Linked DNA regions of Sus scrofa: region 2 is linked to region 1. The links are chromatin contacts, called in public Hi-C maps. All regions are on one chromosome and are shown on one strand. Each heading gives the region's core, a stretch centred on a gene start, on an enhancer-like site or on the middle of the called end of the contact. The rest is flanking DNA. Distances are from core to core; before and after follow the strand shown.

Region 1 (5,608 bases), core at 2,211-4,710:
AGAGACACGTGAGTACTCATTCTTTTTCTTAGAAAGTGAAGTCAGCTCCCTCAGCTGAGAAGCAGTAGAATGTAAGGTGGTGGTTATCAAACTTAAGTATATTGGAATCCCTTGGAGGGTTTGTTACAACCCAGAAGCCTGGGGCCACTCCCAGAGTTTCAGATTTAGAGGGTCTGGGGTGGGGAGGGGGGAGAATAATTAGCATTTCTAATAAGTTCCCACGCATGCTGCTCCTGCTGGTCTAGCAACCACACTAGCCACTAGCATAATGGCTAAGAATTTGGGCTATAGAATCACACCGTCTCCATGAGATCCTGTTCTGCCCCTTACACCAAGTCACAGCATGGGCAAGTTAGGGAACAAACCTATGAAATGGAACCAAAAATAGCAGCTTGGGCTTATGGCAACAACTCCATATGCATTTAGACTGCAAAGCACTCAGAACAGTGTCTGGCCCATAGTAACTGCCTAATGAATATTAGCTATTATCTTTCATTCACTCATTCAGCAAATAATTATAAATTGTGTGCTTCCTTTGAGACATGCACCATTCCAGGCACCAGGAGGGCAGTGGAGAGGAAATCCAGTGGAGAGGAAGCCTTGCCTCTCAGTAAGCTTACAATGCACTGGTGGAGGCACACAATTGTTGACCTTGTAAATACATAATATAAGGCCACACAGAAGAATCATGCACTCCAAGCTAACTGAACAGCAGGTGCACAAGAAGTTTTATGAGAACTTGGTCCAGTCTTGTTTGCATCTTCCAGCTCAAGGAGGTGGTGGCATCATGTTTCTAATGCAAAGGCCCCTGAGCAGCATGGCTCTGGCCATGGCAGCTGAATAAAGCTCAAGTTACAGCTTTTTGTTTTTTGTTTTTTGTTTTTTGTCTTTTGTCTTTTGTCTTTTTGTTGTTGTTATTGTTGTTGTTGTTGTTGTTGCTATCTCTTGGGCCGCTTCCATGGCATATGGAGGTTCCCAGGCCAGGGGTTGAATCAGAGCTGTAGCCACCGACCTACGCCAGAGCCACAGCAACGCGGGATCCGAGCCGCGTCTGCAACCTACACCACAGCTCACGGCAACGCTGGATGTTAACCCACTGAGCAAGGGCAGGGACCGAACCCGCAACCTCATGGTTCCTAGTCGGATTCGTTAACCATGCGCCACGACGGGAACTCCCAAGTTACAGCTTTTTGAATCAGGTTTGCCAGATAAACAGAACCAATAGTATATGTGTCTATATATGTTTATATTTGTATTTATATTTATGTGGTAATGAGTATATTTAAATATTATTTATATTTATACTATATATTATATTTCTGTAGCTTTAAAATATTTTATAGTATGTACTATGTAATAAATATTAATTTATTATTATATATATTATATGTACTATATATTTTATACTTAAATTGTATATTAGATATTTATCTAGATATTTACATGACATAAATATCTCAGGAACTGACTCACGTGATTATGGAGGCCAAGAAGTCCCATGACTTGCTGTCTGCAAGCTGAAGACCCAGGAATGCTGGTGGTGTATTCAGTATGAAACCAAAGGCCTGAGGATCAAGAGCACTGATGTCTGAGGGCAGGAGAAGATGGCTGTTCCAGTTCAGAATGAGAGCAAATTCACTCTTCCTCCACCTTTTTTGTTCTATTCAGGCCCTCCATGGATTCGATCATGCCTACCTGCATTGGTGAGAGTGGTCTGCTCTACTCAATCTACCAATTCAAATGCCAATCTCTTCCAGAAACACTCTCAGAGTCTTACCCCAAAAATAATGTTCACCAGCTCAATGGGCATCACTTAGCCCAGTCAAGTTGACACATAAAATTAACTCTCCAAGGCATAGTCACACCCACCAGTTGTTTAGGTTTTATTTGAAAGAAAATATCTGCGACAAGAGCAGGATGGTGGAGAGCCTGCTGGAAGGGGAGGAGAGAGGAAGGTGGAATGCACTGGATGCTTACTTAGATTATTTCATCTAATCCTTACAACCATCTTGGAGTAGATATGATGAGGATGAGGAGAGAAGTAACCTGCCCAGAATTTAGAGGAAAAAAGTTGCATCCTGGCAATCTGCACAGCCATTGTTAGGAGGAAGCAGAGATTAGGGCACTGTCATATCACAAGCCACATCTGACCCCCTTTCTCTGACTCCTCAAGTAGGGGCCAGGGTGAAGCCATAAATGCCATTGTATATTTGCCCACTGTCCCTCTACTCTGCTCCTAAAACAGGCCGCAGTGAAGGAGTAAGATGCCCAAAGCAGCTAATTCTCAATCAGAACACTTTTTTTTCTTTTTTTCTTTTTAGGGCCACACTTGCTGCATATGGAAGTTTCCAGGCTGGGAGTCGATTGGGAGCTGGAGCTGCAGGTCTTCCCATAGCCAGAGCAATGACAGATCCTAGCTGAATCTGCAACATACACCATAGTTCACAGCATCTCGGGATCCCTAACACACTGAGCAAGGCCAAGGATCAAACCCGCTTCCTCATGGATACTAGTCACGTTCATTACTGCTGAGCCACAATGGGAACTCCCTGAATCAGAACAATTCTGATCCCAGGCCACTCATCTCTTCCCAGAACTGTTGTCTTTTGCAACATGTTTTTTGTTTTGTTTTTGGCTGCACCCGCAGCATATGGAAGTTCCCAGGCCAGGAATCGAACCTGAGTGGCCACAGAGACAATACTCAATCCTTAACCCTCTGCCCCACAGTGGGAACTCCTCCACACGTTTTTAAAAAACTTTATTATGAATGTAATACACACTCATTTCTGGGAAATACAGACCAGCAAAATAGAAGAAAACAAAATCCCCTCACCTCAGAAAAAAATACTAGCATTTTGATATGAGATCAAAGGGACCCTGTCCTGTATGTTTACTAACTAGGCCTTTCTAGTTATACAAGTTAATCTAACCGGAGTGATTTACCTATTTATTTGTTCATTCCTGGAGGTCGGTTCTGTAAATTTCGTTGGGCGAGGGACATAGGTCTGGGAGACAGAATGGAGTTGTTTGTAATTGTTTTCCAATTTGAAGTACTTCACCTCCCAGCTCTGGGGCCAAAAGTATTTCGAGTCTTTTTTCATACTGTATCTATATTCAAGAACTGGCCTTGTCAATTGGGAGTGGTTTTTCCTCAGGATTTTTTGCGCTGGCAGCTTTCTGTGCCTTTGAACAGTAAGTGTTTGAACTTAGTTTATGGCTGCAATTGGCTTTGGCTGTGAGACTTTAATTCGTAATGACGATAGGCGGCCGCAGCGGGTGGTCTGCCCTCTCCTGCTCCCTGTCCCCCTAGGCTCAGAACCGCGTCAGAGACAGCACAACTCGAGCTAGGAGGTCGGAGTCGGAGCTAGGCGGGCTGCGGGCACCTCTAGTAACCCGGCAACGGGGGCCTTAGCAACGGGGAGGGGGCGGGACCAACGGAGGAAGTCGGAAGCAGGCAGCTAAATATCGCGACACTTACTTTTGCGCGCGAACTCTAAGCTCTAGGGTCGCGGGGCCAGGTTCGCGGTTGCTCGCGGGGCAGGCCCCTGAGGGACGAGACGGCGTCACTGGACCTGGACACCTTCATCACCCCATCATGCAGACCTCAGCGCACAAGCAGCAGCAGCAGCCCGAGGCAACCAAGATCAGGAACCTGCCCTGGTAGGTCGAGGACCGTTTGCCGCAGGCAAGGGGGTGGGCCGCGCGGGGAGGCGGAGGCCGGAGTGGTCAAGGGGCTGGTCCTCAGCCCGACCTCGCCCCGCCGCCCACAGACTTGCGCGCCTTAACACCCTCAACTTCCCAGTCACGCTCCATTCTATTTAGAACTTTTCCCAGCTGCCCTCACCCCGCACCCCCATGTCTCATACTGGCCCTCTTTCCTGTTGCCAGAAGACTGAGTGACAACACAGGGCTTCGATCCCGTGTCTCCCAGACTTTGCACTGGCCTCCGTGGCAAAATGTTCTCTCTTGCCAAAATATTCTCTCCATGCGATTACTGGTCAAATTCTAAACTAGAAGATTAATAGTACCAGTGCTGGAGTTCCCATAGTGGCACAGCAGAAACAAATCTAACTAGTATCCATAAGGACGCAGGTTTTCATCCATGGCCTCGCTCAGTGGGTTAAGGAACCCGCGTTGTGGTGAGCTGTGGTGTAGGTCGCAGATGCTGCTCGGATCCTGCGTTGATGTGGCTGTCCCCTGCGCTGGCAGCTGCAGCTCTCATTGACCCCTAGCCTGGGAATTAACATATTCCCATGGTGCGGCCCTAAAAAAGACCAAAAAAAAAAAAAAAAAAAAAAAGTCCCCTAGTTAAGTTTTCTTTAGATGATTTTGTCAGATTAGCGGGCACCCTATTACAGTTTGACCTTTACAAAGACCCTACGAAGTAGGTACTGTTAATCCCCGTTTTACCAAAAGGTTAAATGACTTGCCTAAGGTCCAGAGTTGGGAAATAGGTTTGGATTTGAACCAGGTGGTCCAGATTCAGAACTTGCACTTTTAACCATCCTACTTCTACAACTCATGGTTTAAAGACTGATGGGATTTGGCTTGACTTCAGAAAACTCAAATTTCTTTTGTTTCCAATAACAAGTTATGTTTGGTTTTAGTCATAATAAAATACATAACATAAAATTTACACTTGTAACAATTTTAAACTGTACAATTAGGTGGCATTAAGTACATTCAGAATGTTGTGTAACCATCCTACTGTCATCACCCCCAAGTGACTCCATACCCACTGGCAGTGGCTCCCCATTCCCCACTCCTTCATCTCCTGGCAACCACTAATCTTCTGTCTGTGAATTTGCTTGTTCTGAATATTTCATATAAATGGAATCAAACAATAAATGGCCTTTCGTGACTGGCTTTTTTCTTATATCAGCAGCTCATTTCCTTTTATTGCCAAATAATATTCCATTGTATGGATATACCACCATTTTTTTAAATCCATTCATCTGTTGATTTATATTTGGATATGAGTTCAATTTTGGATTAACTTTAGATACCCATCCATGTTGAGGTTTTAGGCAGACATCTGGAAAGGTGAAATTAGAGCAGTTTTTCAACACTACTGATATTTTGGGCCAGATGTTTGGAGTTGAGGGAGGGCATGGGAGTTATCTTGTGCATTGTATGATGTTTAACAACATCCCTGGTGCCTATCCACTAGACGCCAGTAGCATCCTTCACCCAATTGTGACAGTGGAAAATGTCTCCAGGTATTATCAGGAGTTTGCTGGAGGACAAAATTGCCCCTGGTGAGAACCACTGGGTTAAAGGATTTTGTGTCTCTTCCTCTTTTAGTTAGGATATGAAAGGATTCTTTTGCATGTAACAAGATATTCTTGTATTTATATATGTTGTAATCTATGCTAAATTGTATTTCAGGGTTGAAAAATACCGGCCACAGACACTGGATGATCTCATTTCTCATCAGGACATTCTGAGTACTAGTAAGTATCTATGTGTCAGTTGCTGGTATCCTAGCTGCAGGACCTAGGAATGTTGTCTCTGCTGAGTAATAACTTTGAAGAATCTGACTGAGCTTTATAGGATGTGGCTTTAACAACTGAGTCAGATTTTTCCTTTTTTTTTTTTTTTTTTTTTT
Region 2 (5,608 bases), core at 1,874-4,373, 100 kb before region 1:
TGCCTGTGCATCTTGTAATTTTTCCATAAGCTTGAATTATCTATGTAACAATTAATCACAAATGTCATGAAAGTCAGATACTTGTCAACAAAAAGATGTGGGTCATGATGTTAGCCATTTCATTAAATAAATTTTAAATGTATATAACACATAAAAATAAATAAATATAACTATACACATACATGCACATCAGCCTATTTTACAGATGAGGAAACTGAGAGCTATAGAGCTTAAGTAACTCTCCTAAGGCACTAGATAATTTTACAAGTTAGTTCCCTCTCCCTCTAATTTCCTGACCATAAGAATCATCTGGAGGTGTTTGTTCAAAATTAAACTTCCAGACCCATGCCCTAGAAATTCTGATTCAGGGAATCTGGAGAAGGCCCAGGAAGTCATAGAAACATAAGCACCCCAATGATCCTGCGCATCAGGCAAGCATGAGAAACATCCATCTAACTGTCTGAATTATGTAAGGAAAGCAGTTTGTTTCTCAGACAAGCTTAAGCATCCGGATCCTTGGGCAGAAAACCAGTTCTGGAAGCCTGGGAGCAGCCCCACCCCCACCCCCACTCTGCCAGCAGGGGCCTTTAAGGGCTGTGGGCTGATTTGCACAGCAGGCCTCTACCAAGCACCTCCTGAGGAGCTGTCCTCACCCAGAGCCTGGAGAATCCAAGGAGCAGGCTGCACCAGTCCAGGCCTGAAGGAGCTCCCAGTGGGGCAGACAAGCTAGCTATACAAACGTACACCACAAGGCCAAGGAGAGGAGTAGAGGGAAGAAGGGCACCTAGGGTCAGCACAGGCATCAAGGATGCAAAATTACCAGAACAGCCTCGTACAAGAGATGTTGCAAGACCATAGGATGATAAAGATGGGAGTTCTACGTTTACCCAAAGAGAAGAAAGGCCTCTCATCCTTTCATTTAAAAGTGGTGTGTGTGTGTTTGTGTGTGTTTAGGTACTTTCTAAATACAAAGAGCTGGGCAATATAAAATCAATTACACACCCTCCCTGCCTGGAAGGCCCTGCAGCCCAGCCCAGTGAAGTACAGAAATTGAGAGCATTTAGACACTGTCATGGCTATTTGACAGGGTAATTTTCCGTGGAATCTGATAGTTCCCAAGAGAGGCTTATATTTCGTTTGGGGTCTCTTTCATTTTTCTAAGATATTTTTTATCCTAGCTTGTACTGGCTACAAAGTACCAGGCAAGGAAAAAACTGATCCTTCCCCACACAAAGTGTGAGAGGCACAGCTCCACTTGGGGAATTTTCAGGGATTGGTCTTAATCCACCTACATCATTAAATAAATTATTTTCCAAAATGATTCTAAAGATACTGCCTTGCAGAGCACTGTGACAATGCTGAAGTGGATGCTGAGCTGTTACTAACTAATTCCACAGATGGGGAAACTGAGGCTCAGAGGCTTTGGAATTATGCCCAGGTTCACATCACTAAAGCAGCAGGAGAGTCAGGATTCGAACTCAGGATAGGATGCCCAGTTGCCAGCCCTCTTCCCCATAACACTTTGCTGAAGCGGAGAAAGTTCATACCATCTAGAGGTCAAAGTTGAGAAACACTTAGAAAGGGGCCTCACCATGACCTCACCCTTCCCATGTGTCCTAATTTATTTTTAGGTCACCCTCTATTCAAGCCCATGCAGAGCTGAACTGCAAAAAGTTCAAAGAAATTCCATCTTCAAGGGAAGAAACACAGGGCCCATGGAATAGCACTCGCAAGCTGAGCCCACCATCAGCGCCTGCACTCTGGTACAAAAGGTTTCCTGGGCCTGGGGTCAGAAGGATCACAGGACTTGGAGAGCAGGCTGTAGTTCTCCATCTCCACACCAGAGGGCAGCCTGGCACTTTCCATCGCAGATGGAAAATTTCTTCAGACCCTCCCTCCTGGATCTGAGCATCTTCAAGCCTTATTACTGTACTCAGTATTAGCTTGATGGTAAATTTAGCAGCATAAACAAAAAAAAAGTTTAAAGTCAGGGCACGTGACAGAGCTATAAATAATTATGTCTGAAATCTCTAAGGTAAAAACGGGGGACTTTCCACTCAGAATCTAAACCAAGATGAACCATGAGAGAGATCTACCGGCAAAGCCCCTCAGGTTTGGTTTGCTGGGGTCCAAAACCTTCACCACTTTAGGTACTTATAAAAAAAAAAAAGCACTAAAATAGAGTCCATGGAAGCTGGAAAGGGGTGCAGTACAGATTGGGGATCTTCCTGACCTTATGGAAATCAGCTCTCCTGTAAACCTCATAGCAATGCCCATTTTACACAGGTGGAAACTGAGGCTTAAAAATCACAGGAGGAAGAGACAGGCTCCAGAGCCGTCTGTTCCCCTCAGGGTGCCTTCAGCAAGCACCCCATATCACTGCTGTCTTCTCTTTAGCAGGAAGCAGCTGGTAGCAGAGAGCTCAAAGCCCTGAAACCGAATGGCCCACGTCTTCCCACAGCTTAGAGTTCTTCCCCTCTGGCGTTAGACATAAATGGCACTTTCCTATCCTCCGGAGTGTCATCCTTTCCCAACCATCCTCCACTGTCACCAGCACAACACCCTGTTTTTTTTCCTTGGGAGCACTCATCGCTATCCCGCAAATTATCCTGTTTATTGGTTTCCATAGTTACGCCCCCCCCTATCATCATCATCACACACCCATCAGAATGTCAGCTCTAAAGAGCATGGGCTTTGCCTGTCTTTTCCCCCAGTGTTCAGATCAGGGCCTAGCATGCAAGACATATTTCTTGGTCTTTCGATGAACCAGCATCACTGGGGTGGGGGAATCAGGCCCCTGCCCAGATAACCCAACTCCTTTTCCAGCGGGCACACCACGTTCAGAACCAGCTCTTCGGCCCAGGCTCCCAGGTTCTCAGAAGCAGCGGCGGTGGTGGAGGGTAAAGAAATCTTCAGCGGCCCGACGCCTTCCCGCGGTTGCCAGGGAGACTATTGTCATAACATCCCCGCCGCTGGGGTGGGGGGGGACAGCTGACAGCGGAGAGAATTTATTTGACTCGCTCACGTCTCAAGTAACCGGCCATTTGCATCCGCAGGCAAATTCGCTGCTGAAGCCTGGCAGCCTGGGAGACGTTCCCTTCCTCCTCTCCCCAGCCCATCCCAGTTAGAACAGGATCTCCGCGCTGGAGCCAACCGGACCCAGCGGTCCTGCGCTGGCCCTGGGGCTGCCTACTGCGCCGGCTCGCTCTACCCCAAACCGCCCACTGCTTTGTGTTAAAGCTTTCAGTGTTCCTGGTAGCTTTTCCTTCTCTTTACGTTTTTATGGCTAATGAATATTACAGACAGTAGAGAAAAAAAAGAGCTCATATATTTAATGAGTACTGACTTAGATGCCAGCCCCACTGGTAACTTCCTCACATAATGATAATGTTTATATTTTTGCCATAACAATACATTTTGCTATATATTTCAAACATATCTATATATGACATAACATATACAGTATGTTATATTGATACAGTATGTTATATATTGATCTATTATATACTACTGTATGGTACATATTATATGTAGCCTGTATCTGTATAATATATATTATAGTCATAGGTCTATCACAGATAAGAATTCAGGAGTTACCTTATGGCTCAGCAGGTAAAGAACCTGACTAGCATCCATGAGGATACGGGTTCCATCTCTGGCTTCAATCACTGGGTCAAGGAGCTAGCAGATCCTAGCTAGGTTGCAGATGTGGCGCCTATCCAGTGTTGCCATGGCTGTGGTATAGGCCTGCAACTGCAGCTCTGATTCAACCCCTAGCCCAGGAACCTCCATATGCTGAAGGTATGGCCCTAAAAAGACCAAAAAATATATGTATTAATATATATATAATACATAATTTTAAACAATATTTATATTATATAGCATATATTATGTATTTATAATAATAAAACTGACATCTGTTGATACTTTTTACCTGCCAGCCCTGTGCCTACTGCTTAGTTAAGAAGGATGCTATCAATAAATATTACACGATAATACATTCATAATCATCTTCATAGCTAAGTTTTATTGAGCATTTACCATGTGCCAGGCACCACACTAAGTACTTCCTTAATGTCACTAGATTGTCATTATGTGCCCTAAGAGCTAAGAACTGTCTTATTCCCATTTTTTTTGGTCACTTTTTTTTTTTTTTGTCCTTTTTTAGGGCCGAATATGGAGGTTCCCAGGCTCGGAGTCTAATCAGAGCTGTAGCCGCTGGCCTGTGCCACAGCCACAGCCACGCCAAATCTGAGCTGCGTCTGCAACCTACACCACAGCTCACGGCAACACCGGATCCTTAACCCACTGAGTAAGGCCAGGGGTCAAACCTGCAACCTCATGGTTCCTAGTTGGATTTGTTTCTGCTGCACCACGAAAGGAACTCCTTATTCCCATTTTTGAGATGAGAAAATGGAGGCACAGAGTGATGATGTAACTTGCCTTCGGTCCCAGGGACAAACAAGCAGGGGCTAAGGCGGCCCCTCAGCCTGCCCCATTCCTTTATTTCCATACCACACTTTAAAGTTGACAACCTTTCACTCCCTTAGGGGAGCTTGTTAAGAACATGCAGGATGGGCCCCTGCTTCCCTCGACCCACACATGCAGAATCAAATGCTCCTGGGGACAGGGGGATTCTCATTTCTTTTAAACAAGGTCCCCAGATAGTTCTGACAGAGGCAAAAAGTCCAGAACCACTGCCTTCAGGTTCTTAATCCGTCATCGCCCCTGCAGTGCCAATTAGGCGATCTGATTAAATGAGCGAGTCTTGAGGGGCTGATTCCAGAGAGGGCAGGGTGATGATGTAGGCAGGACCGATCATCCTGCAAATGAGAAGAAGCAGGGGGAAAATAAGATTGTGGGGTCCCCTCAGGCAAACTTAGCTTGTGTCCCAGGTGTAACCTCTCCCAACCTTTCTGAAACAAGGACAACCTGCATGAAGGGTAATAAGTAACAGCAGGCCCTTTTGTCCAGGGCTGGCCTGAGGGGGGCAAAGCCGGTTAGTATAAATGACTTCCCCCTGCCCATCCCCCTACCTCTTCCTTCATCATTCCCCAGGGACCTAGCTGGACAGATACATATAAGCTTTCGGGGTGGGGTCTCAGCATTTACATCTACGCATGGAAGCATGAGACCTCCTGGCAAGTGACAAAGATGGATGAAGCTGTTTTTAAAAATTTGTTTAAAAAGCCAGTAGCTGGGTATTGCACTAGAGGAGGTGTGACTGAGGGGAAAACTGCAGAAGTTCTGGGATGCCATGCCTGTGGTCCCTGGGCAGCTGGGGGACAGAGCTAAACTCAAAAAATATCAGCCAAGAACATCTCTGGAAGGTCTACCCCAGGCCATCTGTTGCCTTATTCTTCACTGTCCGAATAAGAGGAAAAGTAGAACTAAGATCCCAGACATAAAACAAGTTCAGATGAAGCAATGGAAAAACACATGGGAGTTCCCATTGTGGCTCAGCGGGTTATGAACCCGAATAGTATCCATGAGGATGTGGGTTCAATCCCTGGCCCCGATCAGTGGATTAAGGATCCGGTGTTGCCGAGAGCTGTGGTGTAGGTGGAAGATGAGGCTCGGATCCTGAACTGCTATGGCTGTGGCATAG

The links. Hi-C and Micro-C count contacts between places; a contact is called where the count stands out from the background.
Region 2: a contact with region 1 is called in a Hi-C map of fetal skeletal muscle, with 2.8 times the contacts expected there. The contact joins the enhancer-like site here to the promoter of RFC5 in region 1. A contact is called at or near these places in 1 of 5 promoter capture datasets (liver) and 6 of 47 Hi-C or Micro-C datasets (brain, embryonic fibroblasts, epiblast stem cells and 2 more).

The regions. Positions count from the first base shown.
Region 1 is chr14:34,640,450-34,646,057 of Sscrofa11.1, reverse strand. It overlaps RFC5 (replication factor C subunit 5), which reads left to right and starts at 3,460. Exons shown (of 11, transcript XM_005670675.3): 1 at 3,460-3,660; 2 at 5,389-5,453. The coding sequence starts at 3,596.
Region 2 is chr14:34,741,381-34,746,988 of Sscrofa11.1, reverse strand. All of the region lies in intron 1 of KSR2 (kinase suppressor of Ras 2), which reads right to left. Among named protein-coding and RNA genes, the nearest start is that of KSR2, 69 kb to the right of the region's middle. Within about 2 kb of position 3,123, at least 26 of the 83 cell types and tissues checked have an H3K27ac peak or open chromatin away from gene starts, as enhancers often do. A contact at or near this core is called in fetal skeletal muscle and undifferentiated spermatogonia, where this site is marked.